Regions from separate parts of the Mus musculus genome. Here region 2 is linked to region 1. The links are chromatin contacts, called in public promoter capture Hi-C maps. All regions are on one chromosome and are shown on one strand. The core of a region is the stretch at or near the end of the contact, and the rest is flanking DNA. Distances in the headings are between cores, read along the strand shown. Region 1 holds the start of Abtb2 (ankyrin repeat and BTB (POZ) domain containing 2). Region 2 holds the start of Fbxo3 (F-box protein 3).

What was found. Promoter capture Hi-C pulls out the DNA fragments that hold promoters and counts their contacts.
Region 2: a promoter capture Hi-C map of embryonic stem cells shows a contact between it and region 1, with 14 read pairs. The contact joins the promoter of Fbxo3 here to the promoter of Abtb2 in region 1. A contact is called at or near these places in 9 of 39 promoter capture datasets (the HPC-7 cell line, HPC-7-derived erythroid cells, embryonic stem cells and 4 more), 5 of 484 Hi-C or Micro-C datasets (CD4 T cells, CD8 T cells, Th1 cells and 2 more), 5 of 115 datasets of contacts at active chromatin or transcription factors (astrocytes, bone marrow-derived macrophages, embryonic forebrain and 2 more) and 4 of 9 other capture datasets (adipose tissue, embryonic stem cells, liver and 1 more).

The regions. Positions count from the first base shown.
Region 1 is chr2:103,563,716-103,568,573 of GRCm38.p6, reverse strand. It overlaps Abtb2 (ankyrin repeat and BTB (POZ) domain containing 2), which reads right to left and starts at 2,264. Exons shown (of 17, transcript NM_178890.3): 1 at 965-2,264. The coding sequence starts at 1,847.
Region 2 is chr2:104,025,868-104,030,725 of GRCm38.p6, reverse strand. Fbxo3 (F-box protein 3) reads right to left here and starts at 2,927. Exons shown (of 11, transcript NM_212433.1): 1 at 2,760-2,927; 2 at 293-382. The coding sequence starts at 2,863. 4931422A03Rik (RIKEN cDNA 4931422A03 gene) reads left to right here and starts at 2,365. Exons shown (of 5, transcript NM_175161.3): 1 at 2,365-2,948; 2 at 3,439-3,504; 3 at 4,514-4,596. The coding sequence starts at 3,503.

The DNA of each region.
Region 1 (4,858 bases), core at 1,015-3,514:
AGGTTGGTCCATCTTAAATAATACATGGTGGCCACCCCTGAAGCTGGTGTCAGATAAGCAGTCTGCTGTTGAATGCATGTCGTGCTCTAAACTGCCATAGCAAACGGCAAGTGCTTTGTTTTCACCCTTGGCTCTGAAGCCTTGCAATGCCTTCAGTTGGGGTGCAGCTACCCAGTGCTTAGTTTTCTAGACTCCGCGCCGTGCAGCTGCCCATCCCCCACACTCCATTCCCATAATGCGGTTTACTGAGCCTGTCATCTTTCCTTTCAGGAAAGCCTAAAAGGTTGTGCATTTAATTTAACATGAGGTTTTAATCAAATGCTTACTTGGCTAATGACAGCTGGAAAATTCAGCCCCAGAAGCCAGCGTGTGGCTCTTTCTGGGAAGCAGACTCAAGAGTCTCTGGTTTCCCTCACCTCTGGGCACATAGTATTAAGAGCTGGGAGCTCTCCCTCCACCTCCTGTCAAGAGGCCTGACTATGAGCACCATTAAGCCCAGGGTGCAGCACCAGAAACTGGGCTCTCCATTCTAATCTACCCATCCCATTTATCCAAGGCTCAGGTGTTGAGAGTACAGACCCCTGGGCTGCTTGCTGCCACAGTGCTGAGACAACACCAGAAGAACCACAATCTACCTATGGTGAGGTGAAAATAGACTCCTAGAGATCCAACTAACAGGGAAAACCGTAGCAGGGCAGCAAGACTCACTTTAGAGGGTTCAGGAGTAGTTTGGTCCACGCACCCATTCTCACTCAATTAGTGTACAGTCAACAGAACACTAACCACAACTTTATCCTCAAAAGTTAGACACCTAAAACAACCTTTGACAAGATTTCCACTTAAGAATTCTCCCAGAATTCCGGTGGTTCACTTCACAGCTTGCTCCTAAGAAAATCCACTCCTGGGGTGGCCCACCCAGCCTGTAGGTCAAGGTTCCCTTCACCCACACCCCCCTCGTGCTTACCATTGGCGTTCTTGCCACAGATGAGATGCTCATAGGGTTGCAGGACTCCCCAGAGCTCGGCGTCGTTGTTGATGACCATCTCCAAGGCCTCAGCGGATACCTCTCCACCTCCTGCCCCTCCGCCATCTGGGCTCTGGCTCGCCAGCACCCTGGCCCGGATCTCCTCCACCAGGTTCTCCATGCAAGCCGTTAGCGAGATGGCCGCGTACTCATGGATGCGCACGGAGATGCGAGTGTCCACCATCCAACGGAAGAAGCGGCCCACGGAGAAAGTGAGGCCGCAGCGCGCCGACTTGCCGCGGCGCAGCCCATCCCCAGCGCTCATGCTGTAGAGGGACAACGCCTTGACCGCTGCCAGTGCGCAGCTCTCGGCCAGCGCCCAGCTGTGCACCAGGCGCACCGCACTCTGCACCTCGAAGCGGGTGCACTTAGCGTGCAGCACGCTAAGGCGCTGCGCCTCCCGGGCCACGCGGATGAGCGCCCGGCGGAGGAGTCCGGCCAAGCGTCTCACAGCCTCGGCGGAGAACGAGGGCAGCCTCCGGCCGCCGACGCTTTTGCGGAGCACCCGGGCCACGTCTCCCTCGGTCCAAGGGAACTCCTCCAGCTCCGGGAGCCGCGGGCAGCGGGAGAAGAGGTCGGCCACTTCGGGATCCTCGGGCAGCACTGTGTTCACCGTGTCCCAGCTGTTGTGGCGGCTGTTCATGGAGCCGGAGTAGCACCACCAGGCCGCCCCGCGGTGCTGCTGCGCCGAAGAGTTGAGCGCCTGCGAGTTGGACTTGGAAGACGAAAGGCTGAGCGAGCGGCAGGAGTCGCCGGCCCCATACCCGGAGTCCAAGGTCAAGTCCTCCAGAGTCTTCAATGTGGAGCTGTATGTCCCGGCCATGGGGGAGCCTCCGCGCGCGGCCTCGCCGAGCGAGGGGCTCTCACTGTTCCATGCCCACTTGCCCCGGGGGAAGGGGGCGGAAACCAGCTCTAGGCTCTCGGAGGCGCCCTCCGTGCTCGCCGCGCCGCGCCTCGGGGCCGCAGCATCGCCCGCGCACAGGCCGCGGGAAGGTAGGCGAAGCTCTCAGCCGGCCGGAGCCCGACGCCGTCCGCGTTCAGTCGCGCCGCTGTCAGCGAACGGACTTCCCAGCCCTCCTCCTCTGAACTCGCGCCGCCAGCTCTCAGCTTCCCTTACAGAGCGTCCGGAGAGTCCATCACCACAGAAAGAATCCCGAGAAAACGGGGCGGCCACCGAAGAGCGAGGCGCCCGAGGTCCGTCTGGGACCAGCCGCTGAGAAAGCGCTCCACAAACTTCTACGGGGCGCGGGTTACAGACACAGATAGGTCCTCTGGAGCGGCCCGCATGCAAATACACCCGGGCGGTTCACCAATCATCAGCCACGCCGGGCAAGGGCTATGCCAATGGTTTCCGAGAGGGGCGGGAAATATGCAAATCACCGAGAATGGGGTGTAGCGGGTGGGTATGGCTGAGGGGGTTGGGTGGGGAGAACAAGCGAGCGAGCTGGCAAGGAGGTGGGGCGCAGAGACCCAGAAAGCCGGGGGAACCCGAAAACAGGCCCCAGCGCTGAGGATTAAAAGATAAACGAAAAGGAAAAGCCCCTATGTGCTGTCCCTTTCCCGCCTTCTATGCTTTAGACTTAGGCAGGCAGCTCCTTGTAAAGCTGTGAGCACCCAGCCCAGGGCAGTAGGAAAAGAAAACTGGGAGGAGACCCGACTCACCTTTCTTGTCGACTTTCTACCAAGCCCCTCCTCCTTCTCTTTTGAGAAATGAAAAGCTATTTATGTTTGGAGGGCAGGGGAGCACCTCTGCTTCTCTTCTCAGATCTATCTAGTTTTGTTTATATTGACTTTAGGCTCCAATCGAAACAGACTATCTTAAACTGGGACCTGAAAATAGCCCGGCACTCAGAGGCCTGTGATCACACCCCTGTATCCACTGTTACAGTCCACTGTTTTCCAAGGATTATCTAGGAGGTGGGAGTCCAAACCTAAAGAATGAACGGCTTTCCTCCTACCGGTGTACTATCAGGCGGATCCTTTTTGTCCAAGGTGGGAGGGAGTGCCTGCAAGGAACCAGATGAAAAACGAGGACCTGCGCTGAACACCTCGTGCATGCAGGTGTTCCCTTTTAAGGACTTGCTGGCATGATGTGCGGGTCCGCAGGTCTTCTTCCCCCTCGGGACTCGGTGCCTCCTGGGTACAGTGAATTGCTGTCCTTCCAGTAGCGCCCAGGTGCACCCCAAGCGGCTCGCTAGAGAGCTACTGATTGCATAGATCCACGCCCAGCTCTCGGAGGACCAGCTGCTCCTCCATAACTATTCACACGCACGTGCACAAGCGTGCACCAGCCCCCCTCCAGCAGGACTGCAAAATCAAAGCGCGGATTGTGCACAACGTTCGTCCCAAGTCCTCTTCGCCAGCTCCTGAATAGCTCCTTTGTGCTGTACTTTACAGTTCTGACCTTGGGCCGTGAGTTGGATACGAACTAGAAAAGTCTGGTTTGTCTCTTTCCTTAAATTAATGATCCCTTTCCCCATAAAGCGATTTTTTATTTGGCAGTTTTACTTAATTTTTTCCTTTCCTGGGGTACATGAGACGTTGCCTCCTGATGCCATAGAATTGGAAACAGAGTCAAGGACGGAAGTACTGTGCAAGGCATAAGTCATCAAATTAACAGAGTCACATTTTATAGAGGCGAAATTAGAAGTTAAATTAGAGGTTCAACTTGTCAGAAAACACGAAAAACCGTTTGATGGATTTAATACCCATTATGAGAAATATAATAAAGGAAATATCGTCCTCTAGTGGATATCCAGAGGAAGTAATTTTTTTTTTTCTTTGTTCATTTTCTTCAAAAGGCTGACTGGGAAGGTACATTAACTAAAAAGGTGATTTGGAGTGCTTCTTACACAAAATATGGGATATTTGTATTGGTGTATTTAAATCACATGATGACTTAAAATGTAAAGATAAACATGCCCAATTTGGATATAGATGTGGTTATTCATATCTGTAACCTCAGGACCGAGGAGATAAGCAGGAGGGCTGACTTGAAGCCAGCCTGGGTTTTGACAAAACCCCAAAAAGAGGATAAAAAGAGAAACACACCAAGAATGAAATCCCGGACTTTCATGGGTGTTAAACTGCCCCACAAGGGTCCTAGACAAATAACTGGATTTCTTTAAGAGATAGCAAGAAAATCGAGGGAAGAAAGAGCAGCTCTGTACATTAAACGATACTTAGAAGATACATCAACCATTCACAAGCTATAGAACATACTTAGGTTTTTAATTTAGAAGTTAATTTAAAGCATTGGGCCAGAAAAGTAGGTCAGTGATTAAGAGTCCATACTGCCTTTGCAGAAGACCCAAGTTCAACTTCCAATACCCACATTGGATAGTCTGTAACTCCAGCACCTTTGGCCTTCACAAACACCTTTCTTTCTCTCTCTCTCTCTTTCTCTCTCTCTCTCTCTCTCTCTCTCTTTCTCTCTCTCTCACACACACACACATACACCACCTAGATCTAGGATTGTTCATGCCAATAATCATACAAAGGAAGTAGCTTTAGGTAATCCTTGGGTGAAATCCCCTATTTTGTTATTTAAAACATAAATTTAAAAAAATCTGGAAATTAGAGTACAAAATGCCCTAAAATTTACCTTGAAAGTGAGGGATTATAATCTGAGCTATCTAAATATAAGTCAAACTGTTTATGAGAAAGGTAGATTACAGTCTGAGCATTGAAGAATGGCCCAGTTTTAGGTAAGTTTGTGGATCATCATTGACAAATTTAGCAGTTATCTTAGCTACTGTGTCCTCTTGACTAGGTCACTGTGAAGGTAAAGTTGGAGTATGATAAACTTTAGGCTAGTGGGCGAATATATAAGGC
Region 2 (4,858 bases), core at 1,678-4,177, 460 kb before region 1:
GAAATTACAGTTATAAAGTAGCAATTAAAAATAACTTTATGGTTGGGGGTCACAACATGAGGAACTGCATTAAAGGGTCGCTGCATTAGGAAGGTTGAGAACCACTGCTCTAGTGCCAAGTGTGGCAGTTCACACTTCTAACCCCAACCCAGTAGAGGCTGAAACAGGACTGCCACAAGGTCAAGGCCAGCCTGAACTAGAGACCCAGTCCCTGCCTCCAACAATAAAAAATGTATTCTTAAAAAAACCTAGACCACGTCCACAAAGGAAGGAATGTTCACAGAATACTTACTCAGATATCAGCCAGTATTTTTTGCAATGTCTTCTCCACAGTGGATCATGAGTTGAAAGCTGGCTAAGTCTTCGACTAACATAGCAACAACTGGCAGTAACCAGATTCAGTTAGTATAAAAGGGGGGGGGGGATAAAAATCAAAGATTAAAACAGTAATTGTTAATTCTTATTTCTACTTACTACCCACAAAGCTGCAATGCAGTAGTGTTTAAAGTCTACCTAATGTGTAAGTTAGTATAATTACCCTGGGAGTAATAAGGAGAAAGCAACATACTATCTCAGAGTCAAATTAGACTCCCAATAGATTGATACAGCTCAACCGAACACAGTTAAGCAAATATGCACCCAAACTGTTAGAGCTTGGCAACAGGTTGTATGCTAGGCAAAGTTGGACTGACTGTAATGGGCAAGAAAGAAACTGCAGTATGCCAGGTGAGTCTGTAGTCGAAATAGGATTCAGCTCCGCTCGCTTCCACAAATGTTTACAGAGGGGTCATATCACTTCAGCTTTAAATTCTGATTCCTACCAGAAGCTCTGAACTAAAAGTCTCTTCTTACAAGAGGCTACACAATCTCATCAGCCACACTTCATGCAACCTGCCTGTTAGTCATTTCTACCTTCAGCAAAACCTGCTTTCTTGTTTTTCTAGTTAAACAGGACACACTATTGTTAAGAGACCCATCAGCCTCTCAATACTGTTCCCTTCACCAGGACAGAAGTGCACTGTGCCACACTTCATGTCTTCCACTGTGAGTTGGTCAGCCTGTCTTCCACATTCCTTTCCAATGCAATATACATATTCCTTCCCAATACTTGGCCCCTTTTGTAATTACATACTTGTTTGACTTTCCATCTTGTCTATAGTAGTCAAGCTACAAAAAAAAGACCATATCTCTCTAACTCACTACTGTAATCCTACATTTAACTGGCACATGGCAGACATTCAACAAAACAAAACAAACAAACCTGAGCAGATGAATACAAAAATAAATATCTTTACACTCTAGCAATGCACACTTTATTACTACAAACTCTAGTTGGAGAAGATAGTGGGAGAGTAAGGTTGCTAAACTGAGGAGAGTGAAGTATTCCGGACAGGGAACTGAGCATACACAACCATGTGCGAGTGTTGTGCCATCTGATGGGCTGAGAAAATATGATAGTGGAGGAGAGGCCTGAAAGGCCTTAGATAATAAGCTATTGGGTAAGGGCCTTAAATACTGCAGAAGTTCAGGGTCCAGTGTTGTAAACAGGGATGTCATGGGCTTTTAAGAAAAATGACAGCCAGATTGGTCTTTAGAAGGTAACTCTGGCAGCAAGCAAGCAAAGAAAGAAGGCTATCTAAATAAGAAGTTATAGCAATAAACTATTTCAGATGAAATACATTTGAGCTGGCCAACCTTTCCTACAGAAAAACTTTCTGTGTGTTAGTACAGGCTGAGTAGGGGGAAGTGTGTTTTTTGGAAAGACAAATGTCTTAGCAGGTACGAGTGGAGGCCATAACAGAAAACCCAGGAAATATCTCTGCCACCACTTAGCTACCTGTAACTCCAAGAAATCTGTACCTCTTAAAGGCCCCTAAAAACAGAGGACATAGATGCCCAGATTCCAGTAATGAAGCAAAAACCAAAAGTGTGTCTTCCCCATGTGAGAGGGCCATTTTGCAGCCTCCACAAATATATACGGAAGCACAAGAAACCCAGGCTATGCGGTCAAGAATGTAAACAATCCTGACACAGGGGGTGAGGGTGACAAGAAAGGGGCACACGGCAGGACCATTTGTCCCTCCACGCTAAAACAGTCCTGGTTTCTGAAAGAATTCTCGCATGCCCGGTGTTTATTTTTGGAGTAAATGCTGGTCATCTGGGAAACCCTAAGGTAACTGCAGTCACCTGTAAGGCCTCACCGGAAGTCGGTGACAAAACCCAAAATCCAACCACCCACCATAAAAAGGGAAACTGACAGCCAAAAAAGTCGCCGACACAAGACAAAGTGTATGCTGCCCGCGATCACGATGGCATCAGAGTCAGAAGGTCGCAGGCCTTCTCGCGCGCGTTCTACCTGCCCACGAGGGCTCTGGTCATCAGGGACCCCAGGCGCGACAGGGATGCGCGTGGGCCGAGACAGTGGCCTTTCCACAGCGCTAGACCAGGCCCCAAAGGGCCAGCGAGGGTCCGCGGGGTGCAGGACCAGGGAGCCACCTCTCTCTTCCGCAACCCGGCCTAGCCGAGGCTTGAGGGAGAGGGCGCTAAGTTCCCGGGGACCTAGGCCTGGGCAGGGGTAAGACCTGGATGCCCAGACCGCTCCCCCGAGTCTCCTTCAGCCCCCCGGGGCGCTATGCGGGATAACGGCCGCCTTGCAGTCACCCTGCTGCGGAGGGAGCCCACGTCCAGCCAGCGACCCCGGGCCTCCTTCCCTGCCTCCTTCCACGTTCCCACCCCTGCCGAGAGCACCGCCCCATTACTTGATTAGGTCCCTGTAGTCCACGAAGGATAAGATGAGCAGCAGAGGGTCGGTGGGCAGCGACTCCAGGGTCAGCAGCCCCGTCTCGGCCTCTACGGCAGCCATCTTGCCCGGCCCGCTGCAGCCTTGGCACCACCCCGGCCCCGCCCCCGCCCCCGCCGCCCGAACCGCTCGGCGGCCGCTAGCACAGGTTAGTTATGTAACTGTCACCCGGCCCCAGCCCCGCCCCCGGGATGCCCCGCCCACCCCGCGGTCAGCCCTGCGGGGGCGCTGCTGTCCCTGCCAGTCTGTTTCTGAGTCTTTGGTCTCTTCTTCCACGCATTTTATATCTCGTATCCTCAAAGCCTCTCCCTAAATCTTACACTAACCCTACCTGGCCTTTGGGTCCCAAACCCATTGCTTCATTTCCAATCCATGGTCTCTGTTGCCAGCCTCGGACTCCCATTGCCACTCACCCCCACCTGCACTCGGAATTGCTGCTCTGAGCCCTGTCCACTTAGCAAGGAAGGAATGATGGGGAAAGAGACACAGGGGAAGGCATTCCAACTTTGAAATGATAGGGAGGTTATAATTCTTCCATGGCCCACAAGGCAAAAAACTGTCCTTCAAAAAAACCGAAAATGACCTCTGGATAAATTCCTTGTCCAACAAATGTTAATTGCCCAAGCCCTTACCACCAGGCTTCTAAACCTACTGGTCCCAGAGAAAGTTTCTTCCAACTACTTAAGTGTAAGAAATAATCAAATGTGAGTATTTTCCACCAAGTGCTATAAAACTTGTGTTTAGGACAAGGAATTTGATTCTTTTTAACCTTCTGAGCACACCCTCTTGATAAACATAAATTTGTCTTGTCTAGACACAATAGTTGGAGTGGTGGTCTCTTTCTTTTCTGAACCGGCCTGCAGGTCTGTCTGCAAGGGAGAGAGTGGGGATGGAGGGGCAAGAGATTCGAAGAATGGAAACAAGACAGGGTATATAAGCACAAGCTGGGGAGTCCAGGATGTGTCTGAGAAAAACAGGATATTATTATAGTGTGTTCAGCTGTGGTGGGCTGCTTGCAAAAACATCATGCTAGGAAAACAAGTCTCTCATCAGGGTGGAAAAGTACCAACCTGTAAGTAAATAGCCCGCGATGGCTGCAGAGATGGTAGTAGTTTCTGCTAAGAGTCAGCTCCCAACAATTTTCAACCTCAAACTTTCTTTCTTTCTTCCTTCCTTTCTTCCTTTCTTTCTTTCTTTCTTTCTTTCTTTCTTTCTTCTTTCCTTCTTTTTAAAGATTTGTTTATTATATGTAAGTACACTGTAGCTGTCTTCAGACACATCAGAAGAAGGCATCCAATCTCATTACAGATGGTTGTGAGCCACCATGTGGTTGCTGGGATTTGAACTCTGGAAGAGCAGTCAGTGCTTTTAACCGCTGAGCCATCTCTCCAGCCCTCAAATTTATTTCTAACATCAAGACAGAGGAGGGTATGATATAGCCTGCCCTTCTGACGAGTTTCTCTCAACTACTTTAACTTGGTTGACATGGCAAATTCTCAGCCTACAAGTAAAAAGTAAGGAAATTGAATTCTTTACATTTTATTTTATAAATTTGGATTTAGTACCCCAAGCATGGGGGCTGAAGTGAATGAGACCACTGTAGGACGGGAAGGTGCAATTCTTCAGCTTTGTAAAGATGCTATGGAGGGTGGGTGTGGAACAGGTATGATGGGTGGTGAACAAGGAGTAAATTCTTTTCTGTTTGTTTCACAGGGGTTGTGTGGTGAGAGAGGCTTGGGAAATCCAAAAGACGTCACAGGTCAGTCACTTACGTGGCTTGACTGTTCCATGTTCCAGTAAGTCCTTCTGGCATTAATTCACAATTCCTATCTTACCACGGACAAGATCTTGGCCCTGAAGCCTGGAGAGTACTGACAGGAACACAGTACTGGCTCTGCTCTTTAGAATGTGGAAGGGTCACTCCATAACGTTTGGTTGGGGAGGAGACAAACCCAAGTAGCCCTAGAGAGCACTCTAGGCTGTGTCAAACTGACAGTTAATGCTAACTAGAACTCTGAACAAAATACTAAAATTTTAAATGAACACAAGATCACACAG